Regions from separate parts of the Ovis aries genome. Here region 1 is linked to region 2. A link is a contact called in public Hi-C data. All regions are on one chromosome and are shown on one strand. The core of a region is the stretch at or near the end of the contact, and the rest is flanking DNA. Distances in the headings are between cores, read along the strand shown.

Evidence for each region. A called contact is a pair of places that touch in the nucleus more often than the background predicts.
Region 1: a contact with region 2 is called in a Hi-C map of liver, with 2.2 times the contacts expected there. The contact joins the promoter of KIF14 here to the enhancer-like site in region 2. A contact is called at or near these places in 3 of 16 Hi-C or Micro-C datasets (hypothalamus, liver and mixed tissues).

Annotation. Positions count from the first base shown.
Region 1 is chr12:78,691,741-78,694,924 of ARS-UI_Ramb_v3.0, forward strand. It overlaps KIF14 (kinesin family member 14), which reads right to left and starts at 1,701. Exons shown (of 30, transcript XM_042229316.1): 1 at 1,645-1,701.
Region 2 is chr12:78,656,299-78,659,423 of ARS-UI_Ramb_v3.0, forward strand. It overlaps KIF14 (kinesin family member 14), which reads right to left. Exons shown (of 30, transcript XM_042229316.1): 24 at 2,246-2,470; 25 at 1,895-2,076; 26 at 2-160. Among named protein-coding and RNA genes, the nearest start is that of KIF14, 36 kb to the right of the region's middle. Within about 2 kb of position 1,508, at least 4 of the 54 cell types and tissues checked have an H3K27ac peak or open chromatin away from gene starts, as enhancers often do. A contact at or near this core is called in liver, where this site is marked.

The sequences.
Region 1 (3,184 bases), core at 451-2,950, 36 kb after region 2:
GGAGGAGCCTGGTAGGCTGCAGTCCATGGGGTCGCAGAGAGTGGGACACGACTGAGCGACTTAGCAGCAGCAGCAGCAGCAGTCATGTTTAGAAGAAAAGAGAACAGCAGACACAGCTGAGGTCTGACTTCCCGTCAACGCTGCATCCAACTGGTTATACTGACGTGAACAAGTCTTTAAATTTGCATGTCTGATTCTAACTTGCAAAATGACATCTGATGAAACTATTTCATTGTGAAGGCAAAGAAAGGAACCCTCATTTAAAACAGAGTGAGGGGTGGGAGTGCAGGGTATCTGAACAGGAGCTCTCATGTTTTATCCCTTGCTATATTCACAGACTCTACAGGAAGAAGCTACTTCACATCCCAGGGCAAAGAGGAAGAAAAGGTTTCATCCTCACCCAGCAACGGCCCAGTCAATGAAAAACTAGCAGCTCAGCCACTAGGAGGCCATCACCACCCAGGCTGTCCCTCTCCTCTGACCCGCTGTCATTGAATTCCCTCCTTTTCTCCACACAGGCAGGCCTCATCTGGCTTAGGGGCTTCGCTTTGTTGCCCCTTCTGCATTTTTGTTACAAACTGAATGTTTGTAGCAACCATGTGTCAACAAGTCAGTGCCATTTTCCCAAGTGAGCATCTGCTCTCTTCAGGTCTGCGTCCCAGCTCTGGAAATTCCCACACTTTAAACATTTCCATTAGATGCTACTGGTCAAGGCGATCTGTGGCCAGTGGAATTGATGTTAGTAGGAGGACTCCTGAAGGTTCTGATGATGGTTACCGTTTTTACCAACCAAGTATTCTAAATGAAGGCATATACATTGTTCTTTAGACATAATACTACTGCACACATAACAGGCTACCATATAGGACCATATAGGATCCTACCATATAGGATTCTTCAATGAAACAAAACGTTCAGGAGACTGGCGGCGCGGTCCCCCTGAGCGCACACAATCTGGGAGGCGGAACCAGCTGCCCCTCTCCTGGGGCTGGTCCCCACTTGAAGCTCGCCGTGAGTTGCAGCTCTCTACTGCTCCCACAGAGACTCGTCCTGCTAATACAGCAACTAACCGTCGTATTTTTAAAATCAACCCCAGAGATCATGACTCTGGAGGTACAAAACAACAGAGGTTCATTTTTAAGTAACCTGTGCAAGTTCTAAATCACTAACAATCATGCCAGGATCGAAGCATCTCCCATCACCTTCTAACTAAAAGCAGGCAATCTTTTAGTTAAAGATTTCCTGATACGGAAGTAAATACAGAAACAAGAAGAAACCGAGGACTTGACCCGCAGCTGAAAACCGGCTGCTATTTACAAGGAGCACGAAGCTCGGGGTCTGAGGAGGGGCGGGGGTACGCCCCGGGACACTGGAGGGAAGGGGTGCCCAGACCCCGGGGTGGGCTCTCAGCGGCCACCCCGCCGCCCGGCGGCCACGCGCCCGGAAGACGCCCTCCGAGGGGTCCGCGGCGGGGAGGGCGCGGCCCGATCCCGCCCCTGGCCCTCCCGGGAGAACCCCGGCCCGCCCCCCTTGGAGACCCTCGCACCCGGCCCCGGGGACCCCCGGCCCTCCCGGACTCCCGAGCTGTCCACCCACCCCACCCTCGCCCGCACCGACGCGCCGCGCCCGGACCACAGCCCCCACCTCGCAGGCTCCTGGCCTCCTCGCGCCGCTCACGCCTCCGCTGCCGCCCCGCGGTTTGAATACGCGCCCCGCCCTCTGATTGGCTGCCGGGCGCCGCGCACGCACGTCTTCCCGGAAACGCGCGCGCATCTCCTAGGCAACGGCCCCGCCCCCTGGGTTGGGCGCGCCGCGCAGGGACGCGGGCGGCCGGGGCGCGGACTGCGGGCTGGGGGCGCGCTCGAGGGGGCGGGGGCGCGGACTTCGAGCGGCGGGGGCGCGCTCGGGGTGCTTGGCGGAGGACGCGAACGTTGATGCCCTTGTCCAGCCCCGGAGCAAAATGAGCACCATCCGTCCGCGTCGCCCCCGGACCTCTCTGTGCAGAAATAACTGCGTGCCCCCTCGGTAGCCACAGCCATTCACGGTTTTCTAGGATTTCGAGTGCAAAGCCTAGTGATAGGAAGTGCGCTGAATGTCTTAGATGGAAGTTTTTCATTTAATCCTGAGTACCTTACCAGGTAAATATTAACATGATCCCCCAGGTTACCAATGAGGGGCTGAAGTTTACAATTAAACTTGTGAAAAATTAGACAGCTAGCTGGCGGTGCAACTAGAATTACAAGCCCACCCCGTGAGATACAACTCGGTTTCTAGAAAAATCCTAATAAGGTTTTGAAGCACGAAAAGATAAGTATACTTGCTGAAAACTAACCAGATGAACGAGACGAGCTCTAGTCGAAAAGATATTTTAAAGTAACTTTCTTAAATAGCGAAAAGTGCAGGTAAAGAAATTGGATTCAGCGGGATAGAAAGAGAAATTAGAAGGGACTCTGAATGCATAGAAAAATTGAATGTATAATAAAATGCTCGTTCTAAAACTCTCTCTAAAAATCATTCTAAAATTTATTGAAATTAAGTTATAGAGCAACCATCAGAAAAAAAGAATGTAGTATTTATCAGGTCTATGGGAAAATAATCAAGTCTAGAGAGCAAAAGAAGCTATGGCAAAGGAGAAGACCAACAAACACAAATACATAAAAATTCTAAACTCATACATAGTTCACAATAGTGAAAATAAAATGTAGTAAACTACAAAAATACATTAAATATGACAGAAGATATAAAGATACCTTTCAACATAACAAGTAAAAAAAGTTTATAAGTAGAAACGGATAGTTCAGTTCAGTTCAGTTGCTCAGTCATGTCCAACTCTTTGTGACCCCATGAACCACAACATGCCAGGCCTCCCTGTCCATTGCCAAATCCTGGAGCTTGCTCAAACTCATGTCCATTGAGTGGGTGATGCCATCCAACAATCTCATCCTCTGTCATCCCATTCTCCTCCTGCCTTCAATCTTTCCCAGCATCAGGGTCTTTTCCAATGAGTCTGTTCTTCACATCTGGCCAAAGTATTGGAGTTTCAGCTTCAGCATCAGTCCTTCCAATGAACACCCAGGACTGATCCCCTTTAGAATGGACTAATTGGATCTTCTTGCAGTCCAAGGGACTCTCAAGAGTCTTCTCCAACACCACAGTTCAAAAGCATCAATTCTTTGGCACTCAG
Region 2 (3,125 bases), core at 258-2,757:
CCTGCAGGCCCGGGGCCCCGTGAGCGCCGCTCTCCAGCAGATGCAGCCGGCCCCCAGTGAGGGCCACTGACCGCCCCACACACGCGACGGCTCGGCACACGGTTTGGATCACTTGCTTTTGAGCCTCTTTGACCATCGGTGAAATATCCGAAGAGCATCCCTGTAAGACAAAAATGGCCCAAGGTGTCAGGTACCTGAGATGACCAGGGGAGGGAAGGACAAGAAGAAGTGGTTCTGCGCCCGCTCCTACAGCAGCTGTGCTTCACGAGAGTCCGATCAGAGCCAGACAGTGTGCAGCCCAGTAGCCTCTGACAGTGAGGGCATGAGGAGGACACAGGCCGCCCCCAAACAGCTTCTGTACCAACAGACGAGCAGGCCGCAGCGAGCTGTGCGGGTTCCAGATCAGTGAAGGAAAGTTACATGGCTCAAAATAGCCTCGAGTTAAAACTCCCCTCCAGGTCCTCCCCACCATTCTATGGAAAACAAAGTACTCTGTCACCCAAAGGAAAAAAAAAAATGGACATTAAGGTTGATACGCCCAACTCCCAGCTGGTCCAGCCTCTGGCCGATCTCCAAAATTCCTTGCCCCAGCCGTTTAAGAGATAACTACTCCAAACAACCTTGGAGAGAACAGGCCTCCTTAAGACAGTGGCTTTCCACATATATGCCTATATATACCTACTCTTTCCTTGGGTTAATGCAGCAGCTCACTAATCTGACTGCTGCCCCTTCTCGCCTCACGAAAGGTGATCTGCTCTGTAAAGTACCGGTCTCATTCTTTTTCTGAATCTTGCCTTCTCTAACTCTACACCCTACAGTCAGTCAATAGAGTCCCTCCCAGTAGGCGCCTGACATGACAAAGTGTCCACTAGATGAGAGGACTGGGAAGGCCTGGGAGGCACCGGAGGATCTGGCCAACATCTAGAAGCTTCGCTGTCTCTCGGGGTTTCCGCTTAGGCCCCTGGGATGTGCGGGCCTTTCCCGGTGGAGGTCTGGGCATCGGAAGATTCAGGGCCTCTGCTCCCACTTCCCCTCCTCCATCCTCACTGGGCACGTGGCTGCTGGAATAAAAATGCAGGTCCCAGGGACCCTGGCCCTACATGTGATGACACTCTGGCCAAAGATGTGTGAATAGAAACGTCACATGACCATTTCCAGAAACCTCCTTGAATGAAGATCCCCAAGGCCCCAACCTTCTTTGTCCCCTCTCCCATCCCATGCACTGACCTCCCCTGCGGCCCTTCCATGGGATGGACACAGAGCCCAGGGCGCTGACACAGGGTGGACACGGAGCTCAGGCCAGCCACGGGCTGCACGGAAGGAAGCGGGGCCCCAAGGCAGCCAAGCCCACCTGCAGATGCTATGAGCGAAAAGAAGCTTCTATCTTACATCTTCCTACAGTCAAACCTCATCTAAGGGAAGAGGCAACAGAAATACTCTCTGCCCTGGGTCGGATCAGCAGGCTTGTGACTAACTCACCGCCTTTGACCAGAGCGAGGCCCCACCCCTCCCCCAGGCCCAGAGCAAGGCCCCGCCCCCTTTCCCAGCCTGGCTGTGGCCTGGGCGTCAGGAGCACTCTGGACTCAAGGCTATGGCCTGTCAGTGGAGAACACTGGACACATCCTCCCTGGCCTTCCCTTCCTTAGAGGAGACAGACCAGCGTGCACGTCTGGGGCTACAGCAAAAACTAGAGGAGTTACTACTCATAAACCGCACAGCACTGCCACAGCCTGGCCCACAGAAACCCCTGGCAGCTCTGGTTCATTAAGTCAATTGCTCAACACCCAGTCTCATGATTTCCCACAGAGGTCTGGGCCTGGGCGAGGCACAAACAGGAGGAAGTCAACAGACACTTGCTGAGCAGGAGTCCTAAGGGGACCCACGGCCCCGTTACCTGCAGAAACAGCTGCAAGCGGCTCCCCAGCGTCCTCACTTCCTGCCGCAGCTCGGCCAGCAGGGCCGCCCGGCCAGCCTCCAGGAGGACACCGCTCACCCAGGGTCCCGTCAGCACCGCAAGCTGCTCGAACGCGCTTGTCACCTGGACTGCGAGCGACTGGTTTGCTCGGTCAGTGAACACTTGGAAAGAAGAAGAAAAGTGATGAGCAGAAACGACCTCCCAGTAAAAGAGCTCACAGACGCTCGCCACGCAAACACGAGCGTCAGACAATGCACGGCAGAGGTGCCATGCCACTGAGGATGCGCAGGACACGGCGGTCCCCGCGGACAGGTCGGTGCGGACGCTTACAGCTACACTGACTGTCCTCGTCCTGCTCTTCGTGGGCTCTGGACACGGCCAGTACCCCGTCGTGGATTCTGAGGAAACTGCTCATCAGGCTGTCTGCCACGGTGCCTTCTTCATCATCACTCTGTCCAAGAAGCTCTAACGACGAGCCGATCAACTCTTTGCAAATGCCAGGAAGGAAGGGTTCCGCTGAGTCCAGGTAAACAGGGCTGGATTTCCCCACTAAGCCTGTGTCAACAGAAAAAGGCCATCCTGAGGCTCGTTTCCAGGGACAACGCTTGCAAACAAACGCATCAGAGCAAGCAACTGCACAGCACCGGGCATGCATTCCGAGCAGGCTACTCCCACTTCACGACAGCCTCCCTTCTCCACGGCAAGGGGGAGACAGCCCCGCAGAGGGGCTCAGCCAGCTTCCCAACAGTACCCATCCGTCACAGCCCAGCAGCTACGGAACCAGACAACAGGGAAACCACAGAGCCCGCGCAACCACTGACTTCATGCAACACCTAAGGAAGTGTGAACTGGTGAAAACAACGGTAGTCGCATAAAGCAAAACAACATAAACACAGTAAACAGAAGGGATAAACCACACGCTGGAAAAGCAGGCAGCCGTAGAGCAAACAACGGAAGGAGGGTCCCGGCAGCTCCTCCTTAACACCTCCTGCTCCAGGTGCCCTACAACCGGGGGAGGGGAAAGCCCAACGAGTTCCCAGAGTCCGTCTGCCACACCATAGGGAGACAGACTCTCAGAACAACTTTCTAAGCACCGCCCAAGCCAGAAGTAGGCAGAAAGTGTGGAAGAGCTCATTGGCACCTCTGGAAGCAACAGCGCCCAGAACGTAGCCCCTGAGGAGGGCTCTCATTTGACGCACACGGTTTTCTG